Regions from separate parts of the Zea mays genome. Here region 1 is linked to region 2. Evidence: chromatin contacts called from public Hi-C data. All regions are on one chromosome and are shown on one strand. Each heading gives the region's core, a stretch centred on a gene start, on an enhancer-like site or on the middle of the called end of the contact. The rest is flanking DNA. Distances are from core to core; before and after follow the strand shown.

Region 1 (6,532 bases), core at 2,036-4,535, 130 kb after region 2:
CCCAAAAATTATATAAGAGTTGGTCTCATTATGTGATTTGCCATCCACATAGTAAGGCATGATAATAACCAGAAAGTGAACAATTAACTAATAAAATACTCTATGCATCATGTTGGAGTTTATTTGTTTGCGCATCAAAAACTCAAAATTCATAATTAAAACAAATCTAATTTTTCATAGGAACTTGCGCTCTAGAAAAGGAATTATATACTTAGGAATAAAAGAGTGAGGAAATAACAATAAAATAAGAAATATTATGGCAAGAAGTAGAAATATTATTCATATTGGAATTTAGTGTGATAATGGGAAAATCTTAAGTCCAAAGTAAGAATTTAAATTTGTTTGAATCTGGAAATTTGAACTTGAGTAGGAAAAATGGAAGAGAAGAAAAAGAAAAAGGAAATAGAGCTAATTGGGCCACCAGAATGGAATTCACCACTCTTTCCTTGTCCTCGGTCCAACATCGCGCGACCCAATTTGACTTCCTAGCGCTGACAACCCGGGCCACTCTCCTGCCGTCTCTCCTGCTGTGCGCGTGATCGTGCCATCACTGCTAGGGCAGGCCCGCAATTCAGCCATCTCACGCACGTGTTTTTCCAAAGCCTCTTACGCGTGGGCCGCCTGGGTCAGTGACCTTTGTGCCTCGCCTTGGTTCCTACGACCGCAGACATGTGGACCCCCCCAGCACGGGAGCTTCTTCACCTTGTTGATCGGCACGGACTTGCGGCCGTCACATGGTTGTTATGGCCAAATCCCGGCCGAGATCTTCACTGGGCTATAAAAGCCAAAGCCACATCCCCTCCTCGACTCACAACCCATGGTCGATGTTGCGCCCCCTTGGGACCCTGTGCCCCGCCATGGATCCTAGAAGATCCACCATAGTCACCTCTCCCGCTAGTCGTCGTGGGGGTATTGCTCGTACGCTGTCAATCCAAACCAAGGTGATAGCATAGGAGCTTCGCCGGGGAACGTGGAAAGTTTTCAAAGCATATGCGCGTGCGGTGTGCGTCGGAGTTTCGGGAATTCGTCGCTAGACTTGGGCACCACCATGGGTCCGCCGCGGGCAGAACACCTGCGCACGCCATCCTCGGTGGGTATCGGCTCTATCATCTCAAATTGATGCACACTACGAATTTAGCTGTTTGATCTGGGTCATGGGGCGTGGTGACGGGTGCTCATTGGGATCGGAAATGGCGCCGCCGTGGTGGCCGCTTGCGCCGTCTCTTTTGTGTCGGGGAGGAAGAAGTGGGCGCGACAGTTGGATCTCGGAATTGCGGCTCCGATCGGATCTGGCGATGGTTGATCGGTGGTCGTTGATCTGCGAATGAACGCGCAGGATTAGAACAGCTTACCCCTTCGCCTCATGAATTAACGACCGTAGATCACGAATCCAATGACCACCAACGAGTACCGATTAAGCGTATGCTAAATCTAATCTGGGCTCTAGAAACCAGATCGGACGGCCGAGATTCACGCGTACCCCTTTGCAGAACCCTTTTTTCTAAAGAACCCCTCTGTTTATGGGAAATCAACCCGCCGTCCATCATAATTCAAAGAAGTGTTACAACTAGGCCCAGAATTTTATAACAGTGACCTTGTGTTGCCTGATAATTATGTGCCTAGTCTAGTGACTTAAGAAAGTAGGAAAAACAATATAGAAAATACTTTTCTAGCACAAAAATAATTCTAGAACTTGTGTAATTCCTAGAAAATCCATTTTAGCTCCAAATTGACCCATTCCAGTTGCAATAATTTTGTATTAATATTGTCTATCAACTAGTTTTGTTCATTTGAAATAAAATTGTTCATTTGATTAATCTATTCTAAGTGCTTAATAACTTCATAAATTCATAACTTAATAATCGTAACTCCGAATTTAGTGATTCTTGTTCCCACGATCTCGTTAAGACGCGTAGATTATTATTACACATCTTATTCTTATATTTGGTGTGATGTTAATTTTGCTTATACCATGTTTGTCTGTATTGCTACGTTTAGCAGTGAGGACATGTGTCATCTAAAGAGCAAGTTGGTACATGAAATCTCAAGTCCCTGGCAAGTTGTGCCCTTGATCACTTCTCTTTACCCACTCATGTTCTTATTAATCATAATGATCTGCATAGGTTAATTTTTATGGGACCCAATAGGTTACCCTAGTTTGACTATATTTATACCTTGTTTACCACTGAATTCTTGGGTAGTACCTGCTATTGCTTTATGTGGTTTTGGGTATGGAGATACACATTATTCATTATCATACTTTTATTATCAATTGTTATGGGACGCCCTTGGCTGACTAATTAGGAAAGCTAGTGGAGGACTACCTTACCCGAAAGGGGCAGGGGCAGTAGGGGAGTGGTTAGTGTAGGGAGGCCCTTGGGTTGATTTCGCTGCGATGGCGGTCAGGTGAGATGTCCCTGCATTGGAGCTTCCTAGAAACTGTAGCGGGTTTTCTGAAGCTAGTGGAACTTTGTAAAGGCCTCGTAGTGGTACCCTGCCTCGCTTCCTTGGAAGAGGTGTATGGGGTCCGATCAACACCGTGGCAAATGGGTAACACGATGTAAGACATAAATTTGGTAGAAGAATATATGTATCATAAAATAACAAAATAAAGAAATAAAAATGATAGTGTTCCTAAAAATTGTTAAAATCTTTGACATTCCTTGTTCGTAATCAACTTAAGGAATTAAAATATTCATATAAAAATGGGCATCTCATACTTATAGATTTGGGGTGGCACATTCTATTGAAATAAGGAGTCATAATTTAAACTTGGCCTCAAAACTTTGAATGAAAACATAAAATAGAAATTGAGGAAAGAAATTTTAATGAAGTCATTTAAGACCTTTTCATATATAAATAATGGAGAAATGAATAAATAATAATATTATAAACAGTAGAACATATATTCACATTAAGTTTATATTTGAGAATGGGAATTGGAAATTCAAAACAAAAAGTTTCAGCAGGTTTGAACTTGGAACTAGAAACAAATTTGAAGATTAAATAGGAGTTACTCTTTATTATTTGTTTTGGAGCACTTAATTAAAGGAATGAAATAATTAAATATGAATAAACTAAAAATTTCGCAGGCTGGAGATTTCATTGTGCATTAAAATAGAATTTTGAAAACATAACTCGGATTTAAATTTGAAATTTGTAACTCAAAATGAAATAAGAAAAAGAGTAAAACCCTGCTGGGCCTGCTACCTCGTTTTAGGCCCATTCCCAACCTCCACCGCCGCGCCCCAGCTCATTTCTCTTCCATGGTGTCACCTACGCGTGGGGCCGCGTGGTCAGTCGCTCACTGGAGTATGCGTGCTGTTGTGCAATCACTGCCGTGTGGACCATCCATGTCAGCTCGTTCCCTTTCCTGAAACAGAACGCGAGAATTTCTCTGCGCACACCGTGGGAATCGCAGGTCTTCTGCCGGCCGCCGCAATCACGTGCCCTCGCCCCTATTTAACCAGCCGGGCCCTCGCGATCTCCTCTCTCTCCTCTCTCTCCCCTCTCCTCTCATCTTCTTGCGCCACACATAAGCATTAGGGACGCCGCTGCAGGGACCATGGGGGTGGGCGAAGGTCCGCCGTCGTGGGCCTGCTCGTCCACCGGCATTGGGACACCGGTGACCATTTGTGGGTGCTTGGCCGGGCGTGTGGTGAGTGGTAGAAGAATTGTGGTGCGCGCGGGTTCGCAGTACCCTTGGAGTTCGTCGCCGGTGATCGGGCGTATTCCGCCATCCACACCTTACCGCGGCCGGCTATGTCCCTGTCGTTTCTGTCCGAAAGGTACCACGTCATGTATTCCTCTGCGTGTAGGTCGTTTGGCACTCGAGTAGTTTGCACGGAGTTCGAATTTGGGGAATTCCGGTGATAGCTCCGCTGTGGGCAGGGACGTTAGGCCGTACGACCGCGATGAAATCCCATTGTTGTTGTTCCCGTTGATATCTGCTTCATGTAGCACATGTTAGAAGGAGTGGTTGAGCGCCAGAACACCAGTTCCGTGATCGCCGGTGGGGGCTCCGCCGGGTAGAGCGCGGCGCCGCCGCCTGGCGTCATTGGGAGGAAGAAACGCGTGCGTCGCAGATCCGCGAAGGAAAGGTGGAGATTAGATTGTCACCTACCCCTTTCATGCAACCAACCACGACGTCGATCGAAGATTGTGCGGACAGGATTAGATCTCAGTGTTTTATATCGGGTGCGTCGATGTGGGATCCAACGGTAGCGATTGAGTACCGGTTCAGATGGGTTAGATCTAATTTGATCCGTTGGATCTAGATCTGAGGGTATGCGTAGCGTACCGATTCAGTGTGGTGGCCGATCTAATCTGGGTCGTCCAGTGAGGATCCGATGGCCAGATTTCTTGCGTACCCCTTCGCGGGTACATCTTACTAAAGAGCCCCTGATGAATTAGACAATAAACTCGCAGTACCCCCACTGTGTTCTGAGTCTGCAGGGTTTTGCAGATTAAACCCCCGACTCTCTGGATTTTGATGCGTGGCCTGAGAATAAGGAAACCAGATAAATAATATCATAAATTGATTTTCAACACAAAATAATTATAGAAACTTGTAAAATTCATATAAAATTCATTTTAGCTTCTTTTCAGTTCATTCCAGTTCCTATAATTTTTTAATATTATTGTTTATCAGTTAGTACCACTGTTTTGACATGAAAGTCACATTAAAATTTATATCCCATTTAATCTTGTACAAAACACATGGAATCTTTAGAAATTCATAAATTAAAATCTATAACTCCGATTTTAGTGGTTCTCGAACCCGCGATCTCGTATCTTCGCGTATATCATTTTTATTTAGTTTGTACTTATGTTTGGTGTGATGTTAATTTTATCTATAACATGTTTGTTTGTATTGCTACGACTAGCAATGAGGTCACGAGGATCTGAAGAATCATCTTGGTACCTAGAATCTCAAGTGCCAGGTAAGTTGTGTCCTTGATCACTTCTTTTTACCCAGTCATGTTCTGATTAATCATAATGATCTGCATATGTTAATTTTGATGGGACCCAATAGGTTACCATATTTTGACTATCTTTATACCTTGTTTACCACTGAATTCTTGGGTAGTACCTGCTATTGCTTTATGTGGTTTTGGGTATAGAGATACATATTATTCATGATTATAATTTGTTATCTGTTGTTATTTACTGTTCATGTTAAGATCATTATGTTAATTGGAACATGGAGAACCACCCAGGAAAACAATGCTACCACAAGGGTGGTATGAGACGCCCTTGGCTGACTAATTAGGAAAGCTAATGGAGGACTACCTTACCCGAAAGGGGCAAGGGCAGTAGGGGAGTGGTCAGTGTAGGGAGGTCCTTGGGTTGATTTTGCTGCGATAGAGGTCAGGCGAGGGATCCCTGCATTGGAGCTTCCTAGAAACTGTAGCGAGTTTTCTGAAGCTAGTGGAACTTTGTAAAGGCCTCGTAGTGTTACTCTACCTTGCCTCCTCGGTAGAGGTGTATGGGAGTGGCCTTCTCTTGGCAGATGGGTAACATGACTTGTGGGTAAAGTTGTGCAACCTCTACAGAGTGTAACACGGGTATATCAGCTGTGCTCACGGTCATGAGCAGCTCGGACACTCACATGATTAATTTATGGAACTAAATTCAATTTGTCATATGCATTGCATCGCAGGTGATGTTGTTACTTTTATTCTACTACTTAATTGGGTTGGTATTTACTTATACTTAGTAACTGCTAATAAAATTTTGACCAACTTTAAAAGCAATGCTCAGCTCTAACCACCCTCTTTGGTAAGCCTTACACTTCACATGAGCTCCCACCTTTGGCGAGTTCATGCACATTATTCCCCACAACTTGTTGAGTTATGAACGTATGCGAGCTCACTCTTGCTGTCTCACACCCCCACAGGTCAAGATAAGATGGATCTTTGGGTTGCTGGACCGTTGTCTCCTTATAATGTAAATTATTTATTTATTTTGTACAGAACTCCTATTATATAGTAAAGATGTGACATTTGATCCTATGCCATGATTCATCATATGTGTGAGACTTGGTCCCAGCACACCTGGTGATTATGTTCGCGCCTGGGTCTTGGTGCCCGTTAAATCCGGGTGTGACAGAAGTGGTATCAGAGGAATGTTGACTGTAGGACAAACCTAGATAGAAATGGACATAACCATTACCTACTTATCTTACTCCGATTCTTTCTAATACTTTTCTTGATCCTGTCTCACCTTCTACTGTTCTACTCTGATTAACCTTACATTTGCTACTCTGATTCTTTCCTAAACTTATCTTAATCTTTTCTCATCTATTTCCACTTTACTCTGATTATTCTTACATGTTCCTTCTAAAGACAAAAGTGGATTTCACACTTTGAAATCCTGTGCCTAAAAAGACCTTTAGGAATAATAGACCTACTCTTAGGAACAAAAACAAAACTATTTTTATAGGTATCTATACGCTTGAGTGTTTGTTCTTGTGATATTTGTTCGATTTGGATCTTTGATTGAGTGTGATGAGTTGTGGAGTGATGTCCAC
Region 2 (6,620 bases), core at 3,978-6,477:
TAAGTAACTTATGACAACCAAACTGGAGTTTTAATTGTCATCTTTAGAAGGAAAGAAACAAGGTACTGACAGTGGGGTTGGTGACGAGAAGGTCATCACCAACAATCTGCACTTGCTCTCCAATTTCTTCAGTCATCTTAGCATAGTGAACCCAGTCATCCTGGTCAAAAGGATCTTCAATCGAAACAATGGGGTATTCGCTCACAAAAGATTTGTATACATTCTTTAAGCTATCGCCAGATATCTTCTGTGAACCATCATTATTCTACAAAAAAAACAGAATGTTTAGTTAGGGACATGTCTGGCAAGTTTATTAACTTGTTCACAGAAAGAAAACAATGGTCTACCTCCTCCTTAAAGTTGAGGTCATAGGTTTGGTCCTTGTCACTGTAAAACTCCGAAGCAGCAACATCCATTCCGATGACAACCTAGCATTCAGATAGAGATAAGAAAAACATATGACAAACTTCAAGTCTCAGGTGAATACTGAACAAAACAAATATCTGGTGAACCTTGCCAGTGTATCCAGCCTTCTCAATTGCAGTTTTCAAGAGCTCAAGTCCTTCCTTGTTCTCCTAGTATCAGGAAATTGAAACAGATTAACTCTCATAACAAAACATCGTTTTCAGTTTTACCTACATAAAGACCAATGTTCCAGTAAAGTGAAACAAATAAAAAAACAGATGTCCCCAACTGTGAAATCAGAAACTAACCTGGATGTTCGGAGCAAAACCACCTTCGTCACCAACATTCGTGGCATCTTGCCCATACTTCTTTTTGATAACGGACTGTAAGGAACAACAAAAGATATCAAATTATGATACTTTGACACTACAAAAAGAAAAGGACAAACAAGATATACGAGGCAAATGCCTTCAGGTGGTGATAAACTTCAACACCCATCTTCATAGCCTCCTTAAATGAGGCAGCTCCAGTAGGAAGGATCATAAACTCCTGCATCCATGGAAAGAGCATAAACATAATGCGAAAAAACTCAAACAAGAAAGAATGTTAAATCTTGGTTGAGGGTATTGCCTGCATAGCAAGCTTGTTTCCAGCATGGGAACCACCGTTGATGACATTGAATGCAGGGACAGGCAACACTAACTGCTTGTTCCCAGCTAGGTTGGCAATGTGCTGCAATTACAAAATATAAAAAATTAATAAGAGATTAAATAGTTAAAACTGAATAAACTAAGAGTACTACTAATAAAGCAAGATAGGAACCTGGTATAAAGGAATCCTCTTGATGCTAGCCCCAGCTTTGCAAACAGCTAATGACACAGCCAGAATCGCATTAGCACCAAGCTGGATATACAAATCATGAAAGCCAACTGTTAAACAACAATTCTGCAACTGGAAAAAAGAAGAGTTCTTTCACTTCCACGGTTTCATACACTTGGATTAGATAATACCTTTTGCTTGCACCATCCCCACTCATTTTTGGTCCCATCAAGTTGTTGAACCATGAAGTTATCAATCTCAGTCTGTGCTGTAGGGTCCTGCAGACCAAACGGGATATAAGCAATGAATACCGCGTTTAATAATGACTATAAGAATAGAACGAGAGACTATAAGAATAGAACGAGAGACTATAAGAATAGAACGAGGGAACCGGTTGCAAACCTTGCCAATCAGAGCAGGTCCAATAACAGAATTCACATTGTTCACAGCCTGAGAGAAAAAGGATAAGTTAAACAAGTAAAGAATGAATTTAGCAAAATGCTACAATATTCATGTTTGCAGCATTGTACAGGTACCAAGATTTACAATTGCAACTCATGTTCTGGAATATAAATTGTATTTCTGCTGATTTGTTCTATGGAAATTTGGGCATGGTTATGGGCCAATGTGAGCCAAGTCAAATGTTTGGCCAGCAGCAGGACTTGGCTGCTGTTTGGTTGCATATCAAGCTGATTTGGCCAGGCCACCACTGTTTCCCACAGGTGAGGTGGCAGACACACATTGGTTGCATGCAGTTCAAAATTCTTGGATTATAAAACTTCAAATAATACCATCAGTCAAAGGTATGTCTGATTTGCGATTAGCTTTCTTGATGGTATTCCTTGTAATTTTATCCAACAGGGCTTTCAATGAGGAGAAAATTATTGATATGACAATCGTGGCAAGACTTGGCATGGTTGCCATCCAATGTCATTTATTCTGAACCTGTCCAAATTGTCTTGGCCTTGACCAAAGTTTGGCACAACTACTAGGGGACACAAACCAAACAGAGCCTTGGCAAAGGTTCGATTGATTTATTACAAAAACTGAAGTTTATCAAATCATGAATGACCTTAAATACCCATTGACATACTTGCTTAATTCCTTGTAAAACATTATTTTAAAAAGGCAGGTATGCAGGCCATTGATTTCAGCTACCAATTATGAATAATTTTGGGAAAGATAATGCCTAAGAATCCGTTTGGCTGGTATTTTGCCGGCCGTTGCTGCAGCGTTTTTCACAGTAATTTGTGTCATAGAATCAGAAAAGCTGCAGCCTCCGTTCGGCTGCTAATAATAGCTTCCGAACGGATTGTAAAAGGCATGCATTGATGTGGTTTAAAAGGCATGTGTGCTATGATATCAGCACACGTTTCATTATGGCACTTTAGGCATGTTTGGTTCGTTACCTCAATTGCCACACTTTGCCTAACTTTTCTGCCTAAGGTTAGTTATTCAATTCGGACGACTAACCTTAGGCAAAGTGTGGCACATTTAGCCACAAACCAAACATGCCCTTTGTCTAGCAATATCTATTAAAATATATCATCTGAAGTGTTCACTTAAACGCATGTTAAGACCACCTCGACAACTAGGGATGAACACGGAAATTGAAGATCCCATTTACCAGGAATCATTTCTGAAAAAAAAAGGTAACATCATTTATGACCATTTCCAAAGTTTTGATTATCTAATTTCTATAAGCACCATTTTGATAGTCTCTAAATAGTTTCAACTGTAAATATGGTGAGTTCCCAATGGACTGAGGATCATTTCCATACAAGACATGGTTACCGACCATTTTCAGCCAAATACACAAGGTGTACATGATTATGTTAAGACACTTATGTCTATCATTCAGACGATATGGACCTGCAACTAGGACAATTTGTCCAATGATCAGTCAATATTAATCATGTTATAGGTAAACATCAGTCTAGCGTGATGAATCTAGTAGCACCAATCTTGTGATGTCAATCTATTTGATTTTTTTCTGCTCATAACAAAGCTACTCCCTCCATTCCAAACTATGACATGTTGGTTTTCTGGGTACATATTTCTGCTATGCACTTAGATGTACACTGTTTAGACTAGATGAATGGTAAAAACAATGTATCTAGAAAAATCAAAATGTCTTATAGTTTGGAACCGAGAAGTAAAACAGAACGCCACAAGTACTCTATTTGTAATAGAGAACATAGGATCAATATGGCAAATCAAACCACAAAGAAACTGAGAAAATAAGTAGGCGCTCTAGATACAAGTTTTAGCTTACAAAACAAAATATGACAGTGCACACCTAGCTGTAAACTTAGGATAGACCACTGCATGGGTCATTGATCAAATCACTACAAGCAGCTAAATACCTAGATTTCAATAGTAACCAATGTTAATAACTTAGCATACATAACTAGAAACATATGTGCGTGCAGAGACTTGCAAGAGGTGAGCAGATTATTTCTACAGTTAACATAATCTTTACAACAGAAGATCAAATTAAGTTATTAATTAATAACAAGCAGTCAGCTATAAGATAAACCTTGGAGACACCCTTCCCCAAATAGTCAGAGCCACCATCCCTCAACTCCAGAGCTTCATATACACCTGTAAACAGGACAACATCACTATCAGCTACTGCAAGACATAAGATAGACCTTAAGGATTAGAGGATATGCTCAAAACATGGAAAGATGTAAAGCAAAAGCAAATGAGTAACCTGAACACTACTAATATTATTCCAAAATAACCCACCAGTTGATGCTCCACTGGGAACAGCTGCCCTTGCAAAGGTTCCATCTGAGCAAAACACGTCGACCTGGGGCATAAATACAATGATAAAACTAATAATATTAGCTATCCAGCTTACAGATTTAACCAAAATTGTCCAACACGTTTCATTTTGGCACAACAATGGAAGAAAACTGAATCAATTATACAATAAATTGGCAAATTTTAATGCAGTTTTTTAGTCAAAAGCATGGACCATAACTACCCAGAAAGAAAGAATCATTTCGAACTGACAGTAAAGATAACATAATCTGCTGTATCTCGCAAACAGGTGACAAGTGGGGACAGAATACCGTACCAGAGACCAACCAAGTTCAGTAACATCATTCATCCTTACTGCTCCCTCTGCCCCGTCCCAAAATAGTGGTCATTACGGTATTCGTGCCAGTAAAAATTTCTTAAATTTCACTAGATCTGTAGAAAATATTAGCAATATTTGTATCTCCAAATAAGTTTATTTATGAAAATAGATTAAGACCTATCTAATGATACCAATTATATACTATAAATATTATTTTTTATTTTTTTATAAATTTGGTCGAAGTTAATTGGAAAGAATGTTTGAAAATGACTAATATTTTAGCAGAGAGAGAGTACTTCGATACGAAACCGAAGAGACTACAATACACATCGCCCAGTTCCACGGATCTACATCCTACCCACCACGTAAAACCCTCAAACCCTCAACATTTAAACGGTCTAAAATTTGTCCACTTTTAATTTAAAAAATATTCCAGAAACCCAAATCCTGTAGCGAGATCAGCCAGCCGCGCAATATGACAACACCGTGGCGAGATGGACCAATCCGATCCGACCAGATAGAAGTAGATACGGGGTGGATAAGCCAGCAGGTCCGCACCTCGACTGTAGGGTTGCCGCGGCTGTCAAAGATCTGGCGCGCCTTCACGGATTGGATCGTCGCCGCCATCGCCGAATCTTCAGAAAAAACTAGTCCGCGGAAGGAAGATGGCTTTGGGAGAGAGGGCTTTAGGGCAGACCGCCGTTTTTTATAGACTGGCGCCCTAAAGTGGGACCTACCGAACGAGGTGTGGACATTCGGGTTAAAAAAAAATTAGGTCAGGTAACTCAATTTTGCAAAATTTGAGTTTTGAAAGTAGATATATGATGAATTGTATCCAAAATAAGTATCTAAAAATTTGGGTACCGGAAAATTGGATTCGGATTCGGATAATCCTGAATTAACCGATTAGAGTTAGTGCAATACTCACTAGTACTCACTAGGTCAATTAAATAAAGAAATGCTATGTAAGAAGATACATACCTAACGCTCTGTTACTCTTGGGGCCTTTAGTCCAACATATGTACTACTTATTAAGACACTAAGGATAGTCTATCATTTCGTGTTCTGTCATTCTTATTCCCTCCTTTCGCGTTCTACCATTCTCATTCTCCTCTCCGTACAGTCCATTCTTATATTCTGCCACTATTTTTTGTTCTGTCATTCTCATTCCTTGTTGCATTTCTCATTCTCCCGTCCCCGCAAAACTCATTCTCATTTCCATATACATTCCACGCCTAGCTAAAATTAAATTAAAAAACATAAATGGCCCTAAGGGGATTCGAACTCGAGACCACTTGGCTACCACTACACTACATGTGTGTTTATATCTACATCTATTATAATAAAAACATCTACTACATCTCTCACGAAGCCCACCTGCTACCATTGCACATGTGTAGCAATAGATAAGTATCACCGAGATTCTTGACTTATATTTTTGGATGGAGGGAGTAGTATTTTAAGAAGAGCTTTGCATGCAATTCCTTTTGTTTGAATAATGTTTTCAACTTAAATTCTTTTTTTTGCATGTGTGACATTTTTCTCCGTAATATTTTTTCATGGATCTGACTTTGAGTCATTTTTATAAACCAACGTCAAAAATGAATCCATGTTTCTTACTTGGAAACCCCGAACAAACACCACTAGCAGGAGGCGCTCGCGTTGGCGTCGCTCATCGACGATGAGAAGAAGCTTGGCGACTGTCAGTTCGACCTCTCGAAGCAGTCCTACGTGGCCGTATGCGTCGCTATGTACGGCAACCTCCAGCGCAGCCGCCGCTTGAACACGGTCCAGAGCGGTTGCACCGTGCTTTCCATCGTCAAACAGGGGGACCTCATGGTCGTCGCCAACGCCGGCGACTCTCGTGTTGTTCTGGGCACCGCATCCGACGACGGCGCCATCACGCCGTCCAGCTCATCATCCACCTGAAGCCCGACCTGCCACGTAAGTCGCTACTCACCGGCCATGAATTCTTGTGCGCTGGGACGAGGGTCGTTGCTGACATTGTGTGAGTGTCCTCAAACAAGATGTATGTAGAGGAGTAGCACATCCGGTGGTGCAACGGCTAGGTGTACTACCTCACTAATGAGCACAGGGTGCACTTCGTTTGGCAGCCCAGCCAAGAGTCATCGGTACTCGCCATGTCGCGCGCGTTCGACGACTACTATATCAAGGATTGTGGTGTCATCTCGGCGCTGAAGGTGACGCAGAGGAGGACCGACAACAATGACCACTCTTTATCGTCGGGGTAGCTTTTGTGCCGGCATGTCTTTAATTCTCTTCGCAACACACACACTTGCCTTTTTAT

The links. Hi-C and Micro-C count contacts between places; a contact is called where the count stands out from the background.
Region 1: a Hi-C map of endosperm shows a contact between it and region 2, with 2.9 times the contacts expected there. The contact joins the enhancer-like site here to the promoter of LOC542316 in region 2. A contact is called at or near these places in 4 of 25 Hi-C or Micro-C datasets (ear, endosperm, leaf and 1 more).

Annotation. Positions count from the first base shown.
Region 1 is chr1:127,261,781-127,268,312 of Zm-B73-REFERENCE-NAM-5.0, forward strand. No RefSeq gene overlaps it. Among protein-coding and RNA genes, the nearest start is that of LOC103638479, 7.9 kb to the left of the region's middle. Within about 2 kb of position 3,286, at least 17 of the 20 cell types and tissues checked have an H3K27ac peak or open chromatin away from gene starts, as enhancers often do. A contact at or near this core is called in ear, endosperm, leaf and 1 more, where this site is marked.
Region 2 is chr1:127,128,382-127,135,001 of Zm-B73-REFERENCE-NAM-5.0, forward strand. LOC542316 (enolase 2) reads right to left here and starts at 5,228. Exons shown (of 18, transcript NM_001401213.1): 1 at 5,177-5,228; 2 at 4,871-5,045; 3 at 3,976-4,039; 4 at 3,764-3,828; 5 at 1,627-1,674; 6 at 1,416-1,502; 7 at 1,228-1,308; 8 at 1,036-1,137; 9 at 874-954; 10 at 714-788; 11 at 513-575; 12 at 348-428; 13 at 71-265. The coding sequence starts at 4,939.